Linked DNA regions of Mus musculus: region 1 is linked to region 2. A link is a contact called in public promoter capture Hi-C data. All regions are on one chromosome and are shown on one strand. Each heading gives the region's core, a stretch centred on a gene start, on an enhancer-like site or on the middle of the called end of the contact. The rest is flanking DNA. Distances are from core to core; before and after follow the strand shown. Region 1 overlaps Cacna2d2 (calcium channel, voltage-dependent, alpha 2/delta subunit 2). Region 2 holds the start of Iqcf5 (IQ motif containing F5).

Region 1 (3,981 bases), core at 648-3,147, 990 kb before region 2:
CACAGTAAATAAAGAACATATAAAATGTAATTTGTGTGGGTAGCGAGGGGTGACTGGGGAGGGTGGTGTGGCTCCTGTTTTAATTAGTGTGCCTGCCTGTGATAGTGCCTCTCGACTGGCTCATGCAGGTGATCTGCTGGCATCCTGCTGGGGGCGGGGCTGGCTGACGTTGAGGGCGACAGGGGCTTCCTGGAAGACCCTAGGGTTCCCCCTTTTCCTGGAACCTATACAGTAGCTCTGCCTCCTTTGCCCCCATTTCCCCAGCATCCCAGCACACCATCCTCCACCTCCTCCAAACCCAGCAGATTTTGAGACTGTCCTATAGGTAGGTGCTCACATGGTAATGTCAGAACCAGGCAGGGCCTTCAATCTACTGCTGGAGGAAGTTCCTAAGGAACTGGAACAGTATATGGAGAAGATGCCTAGAGCCAAACACCAGATGAGGGGCCCCAGCAGTAGACTGGAGCTATAATGACTCCACTGTGCAAAGCTGTCCCACCCCTGGGACTTGGAATCTCAACCATATTTTCCTGGTCCCCCTTCACCACACTCTTGGCTATTGCAGGATAGAAACCATTTCCCATTCTTTCAGCTCTGGGCCATAGAGAGAAGTGGGTTAGTCAGGCCTGTGACTGTTGTCTACGGCAGCTGCCTTGCGGCCTTTAATCTCTGTGTCCACCTTATGCTGGCATTTCCCAGCCAGCCCCTCTTAATAGAGTCAGAGACGGGCAGGGGCGGCAAGGGGCTGTTCTGGGGGCATTCAGCCCAGCAGTGAGAGCAAGGGATGTATGTGTGCATGTATATGTGGGATATGTGTACACATAGGCTTAGACCATACCAGCAAAGAAGCTGTGTTTCAAGTTCTGCCAAGTGTGAAGGTCTATATGTGGGTAGGTCAGAGAAATGAACGTGTATGACCTTGGGTGCAGGGGACTGGCCAGAGGTAGGTGGCACTAGCTTTCTATCTCAGGGACCTGGAATGCTCAGGGAGTGGGCCCTACCCCACGTGGGTGGGAAGGGCTCTTCCCCCCTCCCCTTACACTTACAGCCTTTGTAGATGTCTGTGGGGATCTGCACAGCCGTGTATGAATAGTTGACTTTGTTCTTGAAGTTTGGGTCCTCGATGAAGTCCAGCCTTAAGGCGCTGGTCTTGGATCCCCTCTCCATATCTTCACTCTCAGGGTCATCCTGCAGAAAGCACCCCCACCCGTGTCAGGAAAATGGTGAGTGGGTTGGTTAGGCTCGCAGGTGAGGACAGGGAGGGCCAGAGTCCAGAAGACAGGGTCATCTTAAGGGCAGAGGTTATTGTAGAGACAAGAGACAGATGGAGAGACATGGGAGAACATGGGTACAGCATATGGACCCCTTATCCAGAAGGCTTCCCTGGGTGAATTTGCCTGCCTTTGCCCATCCATTTGCCAAATCACAGCTAAAACCAAAACCAAATGACCCCTTCTCTACATCCTTGAAAGGCAACTGTCAGTGAAGGAGGCAAACAGGAGAGCCAGTTAGGAGTGGGCTGCAGACTTCTGCTTCCAAGGACACGCCTTGTGCAATTACAGCAAAGCCTTGGCAGGCAGCTTTGCACCCCCATACTCCCCGCTGAGTCCCACCCTTCCCCCCCACCCCCGCCGTATACCGGCTCCTTTAGTACCAGACAGTCCTAGCCCCATTTGGGGAACCATCTCCCATAGCAGGGTAGCTCTAGAGATGAGTGGGGGCTAGTACAGAGACCGAGTGACCTACAGAGGGAGGGTCTACCATGCCCGCTAGCAGCAGGACTATAAAGGCCCCCGTTGATTTTCTAAAACAAGCTGCAGCTGCCTGACAGGTGCCAATTATGGTATCTCTCGGCCAGGCAAGCTGGGCATGCGCTGTGCAGCCCCCCAACCCCCAGCCGCCTACTACTACAGGCTGGCAGGAGTGGCGCCTTGGCTACAGAGACGATGCTGCCGCCCATGGGGGAACAGGCTCCAGTGCAGGTGTGCAAGCAAGGCAGGAAGATGCTGGAGAAAGTACAGAGGAAGAAGAAAAAGCCAGACAGGGAGGCAAGGGAGACGTGTGGAATGCTCCACACACTCCCACACCCTGTTTCCCCACCCAAGACCCTTTTGAGTAAGTTCAGCGCAGGCTCCATTTATCCTTTTCCCAATGGGTCTCCAGGGTTGCTCTTCCTTGGCTCCCTGAAGCCCAGACTTCTCCCTCCTAGAGCATTTCAATCTCTTGGTTACTGCCCAGGTCATTTCCACCAGGCCACATCCTAGGACACAGCTCTGAAGTGACCCGAGTCTGTCCCCTACCCATCTTTCAGGGATGGTTTTGGACATCAACATTCAAGCTGTCTATTGTCCTTCCTGCCCTTCACCGGGCACGCCCACCTCCTGCCCGCTTTGGGAAGCCCCTGGAATGTCCTTAGGTGCTGGGTAAAGCCAGGGTAGGCAGCTGCTGAGCATATGGGCTGGAGTAGGGAGCCAGCGGTCTGGGAGGTGTAAGCCACGTATGCTCCACTCAGAGGGAGAGGCGTGGGAGAAGAAAGCCCCCCCAAATGTCAGCGGCAGATGAAGGGCACTGAAAAATTTAATCTCCCAACTTTCCCAACTAATGTGACATTTGGATTCCATTCTGATAAGCCTTCAGCCTTCGAACTTTCTCCTTCTCTTCCCCCACCCCCACCTTCTGGCTGGCAATTTAAAAGTAAATGGTCTAGAAAGATCTCTAACTGTACCTCTGGCAAAGATTAAAAACAAACCAAACAAAACAACACAACACACTAAGCAGGGGACTTGGTGTGTGTGTGTGTGTGTGTGTGCGCGAGAGTGCACATGCACGAGCGCTGTTATTTATATCAGGCTTGGAGCTTCTGGCCTCACTGACCCTAGCCCAGGCCTGACTAGAGCAGTGCTTCCCTACTGGGTAGTTCAATCCCCCTGCAGGGCCGGGAGGCAGAGCGGGAGGCGTTTGGAGCCAGGGTTGGGGTCCTGGATAGAGTTGGGGGCTGCTGGAGGCAGGAAGCTGTGTCCTGGTCAGGATTTGGGTACAAGGCTGTCCAGGGGGGCTCTCAGTGCTAGCGGAACCTAGGAGTTCAGTGCGGTGGGCAACTGTAGTCTCCTGGTTTATATTTAATGTACTGATTGCTAAAATTACAGCCCGCTGCCGAGGGGGGTAAGGAATTAGATTCAGGGTCTAATTAAAGGTTCGCTCTTCATTTGAATTTCAGATTCCAGCTTTAATTTTAGCAACTTCTCCGGGAGCCACGGAGCTCAGCCAAGGGGAAATGCACCTGCTTGAGCCCACCCCCTCCTTCTCAGGCCCCCCACTTTCCCTAAGGCTTCCTAGGCTAACCTAGCATGATGGCCTCCCGCCCAGGTATCCTTTCCAGCCTTCCCACCCCTTGTGTCACAGGCTACCTCTGTATAGGCCAGGAAAGCCTCCAGGCCTCCAGGCCTCCGGGCCAGAAAAGGAGATGCTGGACCTTGGGTTTTTTGTATCAGCAAACAGAAATCAGTACTAGACACTATACCACTGCACCCACGCTGTTTACAGTTAGGTTCAACCACTGTGCTTTGGAGTCAGACACTGGTAAGTTCACAGAACACTAGCTACTCCCAAGTGCTCGAACCCAGGGACACTGTTGGTGTCCTCTGTGGCTCTCTTTGTCACCCCATAGTCATTCTTGCTGAGCCCTCTCATGATGGGGACCTCACCACCTTCCAAGCTAACCCAAGAAGACCTGAGGTCATGGGATATGGAAATAAAATGGTTTAGCTTCAGCGTTGCTGCTTCTGGGAGACTATCATGGTTCGAGCTGAGCCCCATCTGGAAACAGATGCAGGAACTGGGCTGCCTCTGTATTTGAAGCCACCAAGAGATGTGGGGCCAAGCAATGATAGTGAGGCCAGGCCATGGGTTCTCTACATAGCTTGATGCAAAGTTCCCCAAATCACAAGGAAAGGAGCCTCTACTGTCCTGGGCCAGGGCTTA
Region 2 (4,234 bases), core at 1,635-4,134:
ACTGACTTCTATCATGATTTGCTTCCAAGGGCACAGGACATAACAGACTATACAATCAATCTTGACATTAGAGAGTTTTCTTGGAACAGCAGAAACATATGAGAAAGTTTCCTTATAATGGCAGGCTAGCCAGATAACGGTTACCTAGGCCTTAACATTTTGCCTAGGCCTTAACAACTACAGTTTATTCAACCCCTCTTGTGCCTAAGGACATCTCAGATGTTTGCAGAGTTGGGAAGTTATGAGTAAAACTTCTGTAATCACACATGCTCAGGGTTTTATGGGGATGTAAGTTTTCCATTCCTTTATGTATACACCAAGGAATATTTAGCTACCAAGAGGACCTGAGTCCAAGGCCAGCTATATGGCAAGACTTGTTTTAAAGAAGCAAACAAGAGCCGGGCAGTTGTGATGCATGCCTTTAATCCCAGCATTTGGGAGGCAGAGGCAGGCAGATTTCTGAGTTTGAGGCCAGCCTGGTCTACAGAGTGAGTTCCGGGACAGTCAGGTTTACACAGAGAAACCCTGTCTAGAAAAAAAAAATCCAAAAAAAAAAAAAAAAAAAAAAAAAAGCAAACACATTTAGGTGTTGTAATGTATACCTATGATCTGGAGATATGGGGGCAGGAAGAGTTCCAAGGTTCAAGTTCACCCTTAACTACATAGTGAGTTTAAGGGTAGCCTCTGCGTGTGCATGAACATGCACACAGCATGCAAACACTACACACACACACCCACACACACATGCACGCATGCATATACCACACACACAGACACCACACATGCAAATACATATACATATGCATGCAAATACTATATACACGCACACATAAACCACACATACATATACCACACACACACACATGCAACACACACAGACATACATTCATATACCATACACATACATGGATATACCACACACACACACACACACACGCATACATCATACACTACACCACACAAGCACACACACATACAAATACACCACAGACACACACATGCATGCATGCAAACACTACACACACATATACCAAACACACATGCAATACACACAGATACACATTCATATACCATATACATACCCACACACACACATGTATATACTAGACACACACATGCACACATCATACACTACACCACACAAGCACACACACATATATACCACACATGCATGCATGCAATAACTATACACACATACCACACACACCCATGCAACACACACAGACACATTCATACACCATACACATACACCCACACACATGCATATACCACATACACACATGCATATGTCTCACACTACACCACACAAGCACACACACATACTTCCCCACTGAGGCTCCTTCTCAGTAGTGCCCCTCAGAGCTGATTTGCCAGGCACTAGTGTGATTAAAGCCGTGTTGGTCCTAATAGTGACTTGGAAATCCTTCTGCTACAGAGCAGAGAATACGGGTGTAGCAGACCTGATCACTCTTTTATTGGTAGGGTTATGCACTGTTCCACCTTACAAGCCTGTGAGCCCAGGGAAATCTCAAGTTGAATATTCAGTCGGTTTTCTTTGATTTCATAGTTGCCCTGAATAAAGCCACGAGTGTGACAACTATGCCAACGCCAATAAACCTGGATGATGCGAACAGCATTCAGCAAACGACAGTATCGATGACGTATGTGCCACATCCTGAACCAGGACTGCAGTTTGACTATTGCCCACGTTTTTCGAGCGTATAACTCCAGAGCCATCCGCCGTTTCTTCCCTTGCAACATTATCATTATCTTTCTCCACCAGCACTGAATGATCCACGCGCTGAGGGCAGCATGCAGCAACGTGCGTCGTAGTAGTGTGCCACGCCACCATGCTTGGATGCGCACAGCCGCAGATGTTTCTGTCATGGCCGTAGACTTTTCTGGGCCTTGCAAGAGAGAACAGACCACTTAGGACACTTAGGGAGCTCAGGGTGAGCCAGACAGGAATCCCGATCCTCTATCTAGGAAGTTCAAGAGCTGCAGAACCCTGCAGGGCCACAGATGCACCCGGGAGACCAGCTAAATTGAACTTCCTGTGGTACATGCCAGTTAATCAGCTTGAATACACCAACCTAACATCTGAGTTTCTGGACATGTACCTGTTATGATAATAACTGTTGTGATAATAATTTAAAACTTTCTTTCTGTGTTTGGGAAGAAAGTAGATTAGAAAGCAAGAATGCTTTCCCTTGTGCTAAGTGAACTAGACTCAGTTTCTGGGGTGTGTGTGTATGTGTGTGTGTGCGTGTGTGTGTGTGTGAGAGAGATACAGGGTCTCACTATGCAGCTCTGGCTGTCCAGTAACAGGCTGGCCTTGAACTCATAGAAATCTGCCTGCCTCTGCCTCTCCAAGTGCTGGGATTAAAGCTGTGGGCCACTATACCTAGTTATTTATGGCCTTTGTTATAAAACCCCTCCTGTGGTAACTAGGAGACATTTACTGAGCCCTATGAAGTGTATCCAACCTTTAGACATTGTGAATTACTTTGTCACCTTCTATGTTCACACAGAAAAAGAAAAACAAAGCAAAGACAAAAACAACACGTGATTGAGTTACAAAACAAAATCAATCACACACATAAACCTCAGAACACTTTAAGGAAGTTTACAACTTTATATTGGGCCACGCTCCTAGCTAGCCTCATCCGCAGACTGTACATGGGCTGTGAGTTGACCATTCCTGGAAAGATCAATCTCTTATAAAACATTCAGTCCCCTGAGATAGGCATGCATGGCTAAACCTCCCCCCTGAGATCTGAATTCTACAAATTACCCATGGTTAGGGGCTAGATGTTCCCATCACCCTCCGGTCTGCTCTCCTAGCTCTGATCCAGCAGACAGAGTAGATGGAAGGAGTGATGACGTCATAAGGGTGCCTATGACACAGGCACCAGGACGGCTTCCAATAACCAACATTCTCAGCACCTGTGTTGTGTGTCACTGGCTATGACCGGAGGGTCCAATACACCCATATACAAATTCTCATAACCCACACCTTTATACCACTCAAATCTACTTGCTTCCCACAGTATGTTTTTACTCCTTCAGAAAGCTTCTTTGGGGCTAGAGAGATATGGTTCAATAGTTAAGAGCCCTGGGCAATGCTCCAGGGGACCTGGGTTCAGTCCCCAGCATCCATATGGTGGCTCACAACTGTTCCAAAGAACCCAAAGTCCTCTCCCAGCTTCCATGAGCACTACACACGTGATGCACAGACATACATGTAGGCAAATACTCATAAAATAAGAATAAATCTTTTCTTAATAGCATCTTTGGACTAGGAAGAGAGTTCAGATATTAAGGTGATAGCTATGTAAACTTTGATCCCCAGAACCTGCATAAAATAACTGGGCTCAGTAGCACATGTTTGCAGCTCCAGGGCTACAGAGGTAGAGGAGACAGAAGGATGCTCCCCAGCCCCCAGTGCACCACCATCATGCAAGACAGTTTTGGTGTGTGTGTGGGGGGGATCCCGAATATCTATCGGGGCAAGGCTTTGTAGTAAGCAGCAAACAGAGAACACATGTGCAAGCATCGAGGTGGAAGGCTATTGTGGTCTGTATCATAAACTTAACTTCTGCTCCCCTATGCATTGGTGGTCGTTAGGCAGGGGGTGGGCTTGTAACCTGGGAGTGCAGGTTTGTTGGGGAAATAACCTGGAAACTCTGGTCTTGTTGGGGATTAGCCTAGAGACTGGAGCTAGGCTCAGGTTTGGGGGCGGGGAGGTGGCGACAGGACTTGGAAACTAATGCTAAGTACCAGCCTGTTAATGGGGTCTAAATTTAAAAGATTTTTCATTTCAGGTTCAATTCTCAGCAGCCACATGGTAACTCACCACCATCTGTAACTTCAATCCACCACCCTCTTCTAACCGCCAAGGGCACTGCATGCACAGCCTATACTGACACACATACGTATAAAGTAATTAATGATGGAATGTAAAGAAACTAAGATAAAACAGTATTAATAAATGATGCAAGCCACCATCTTTCCAGCTCACGGAAAAGCAGTGAGCACAAAGGATGAGAGCCTTCAGCGGCACATCTCCGCACAGCAGACTCTTTTCCCAAAACTAAAATGTGATGACGGAGTTGCAAAGAAAATGAATTTCCAACTTGGTCGTGTGCTAACCAAACAAGGCAAGCTGTTACCCGGGAGTGTGCTTAATTAAATCAGTTTGATTGCTGCAGCTGAAGAAATGTGTCCAGAGAAA

Evidence for each region. Promoter capture Hi-C pulls out the DNA fragments that hold promoters and counts their contacts.
Region 1: a promoter capture Hi-C map of hippocampal neurons shows a contact between it and region 2, with 5 times the contacts expected there. The contact joins the enhancer-like site here to the promoter of Iqcf5 in region 2. A contact is called at or near these places in 4 of 39 promoter capture datasets (embryonic stem cells, hippocampal neurons and liver) and 1 of 9 other capture datasets (embryonic stem cells).

The regions. Positions count from the first base shown.
Region 1 is chr9:107,506,402-107,510,382 of GRCm38.p6, reverse strand. It overlaps Cacna2d2 (calcium channel, voltage-dependent, alpha 2/delta subunit 2), which reads right to left. Exons shown (of 38, transcript NM_001174049.1): 6 at 1,047-1,188. Among named protein-coding and RNA genes, the nearest start is that of Gm34037, 18 kb to the right of the region's middle. Within about 2 kb of position 1,897, at least 24 of the 459 cell types and tissues checked have an H3K27ac peak or open chromatin away from gene starts, as enhancers often do. A contact at or near this core is called in hippocampal neurons, where this site is marked.
Region 2 is chr9:106,513,223-106,517,456 of GRCm38.p6, reverse strand. It overlaps Iqcf5 (IQ motif containing F5), which reads right to left and starts at 2,884. Exons shown (of 2, transcript NM_029300.1): 1 at 2,795-2,884; 2 at 1,454-1,907. The coding sequence starts at 2,798. The coding sequence ends at 1,465. It also overlaps a transcript of Iqcf3 not described here.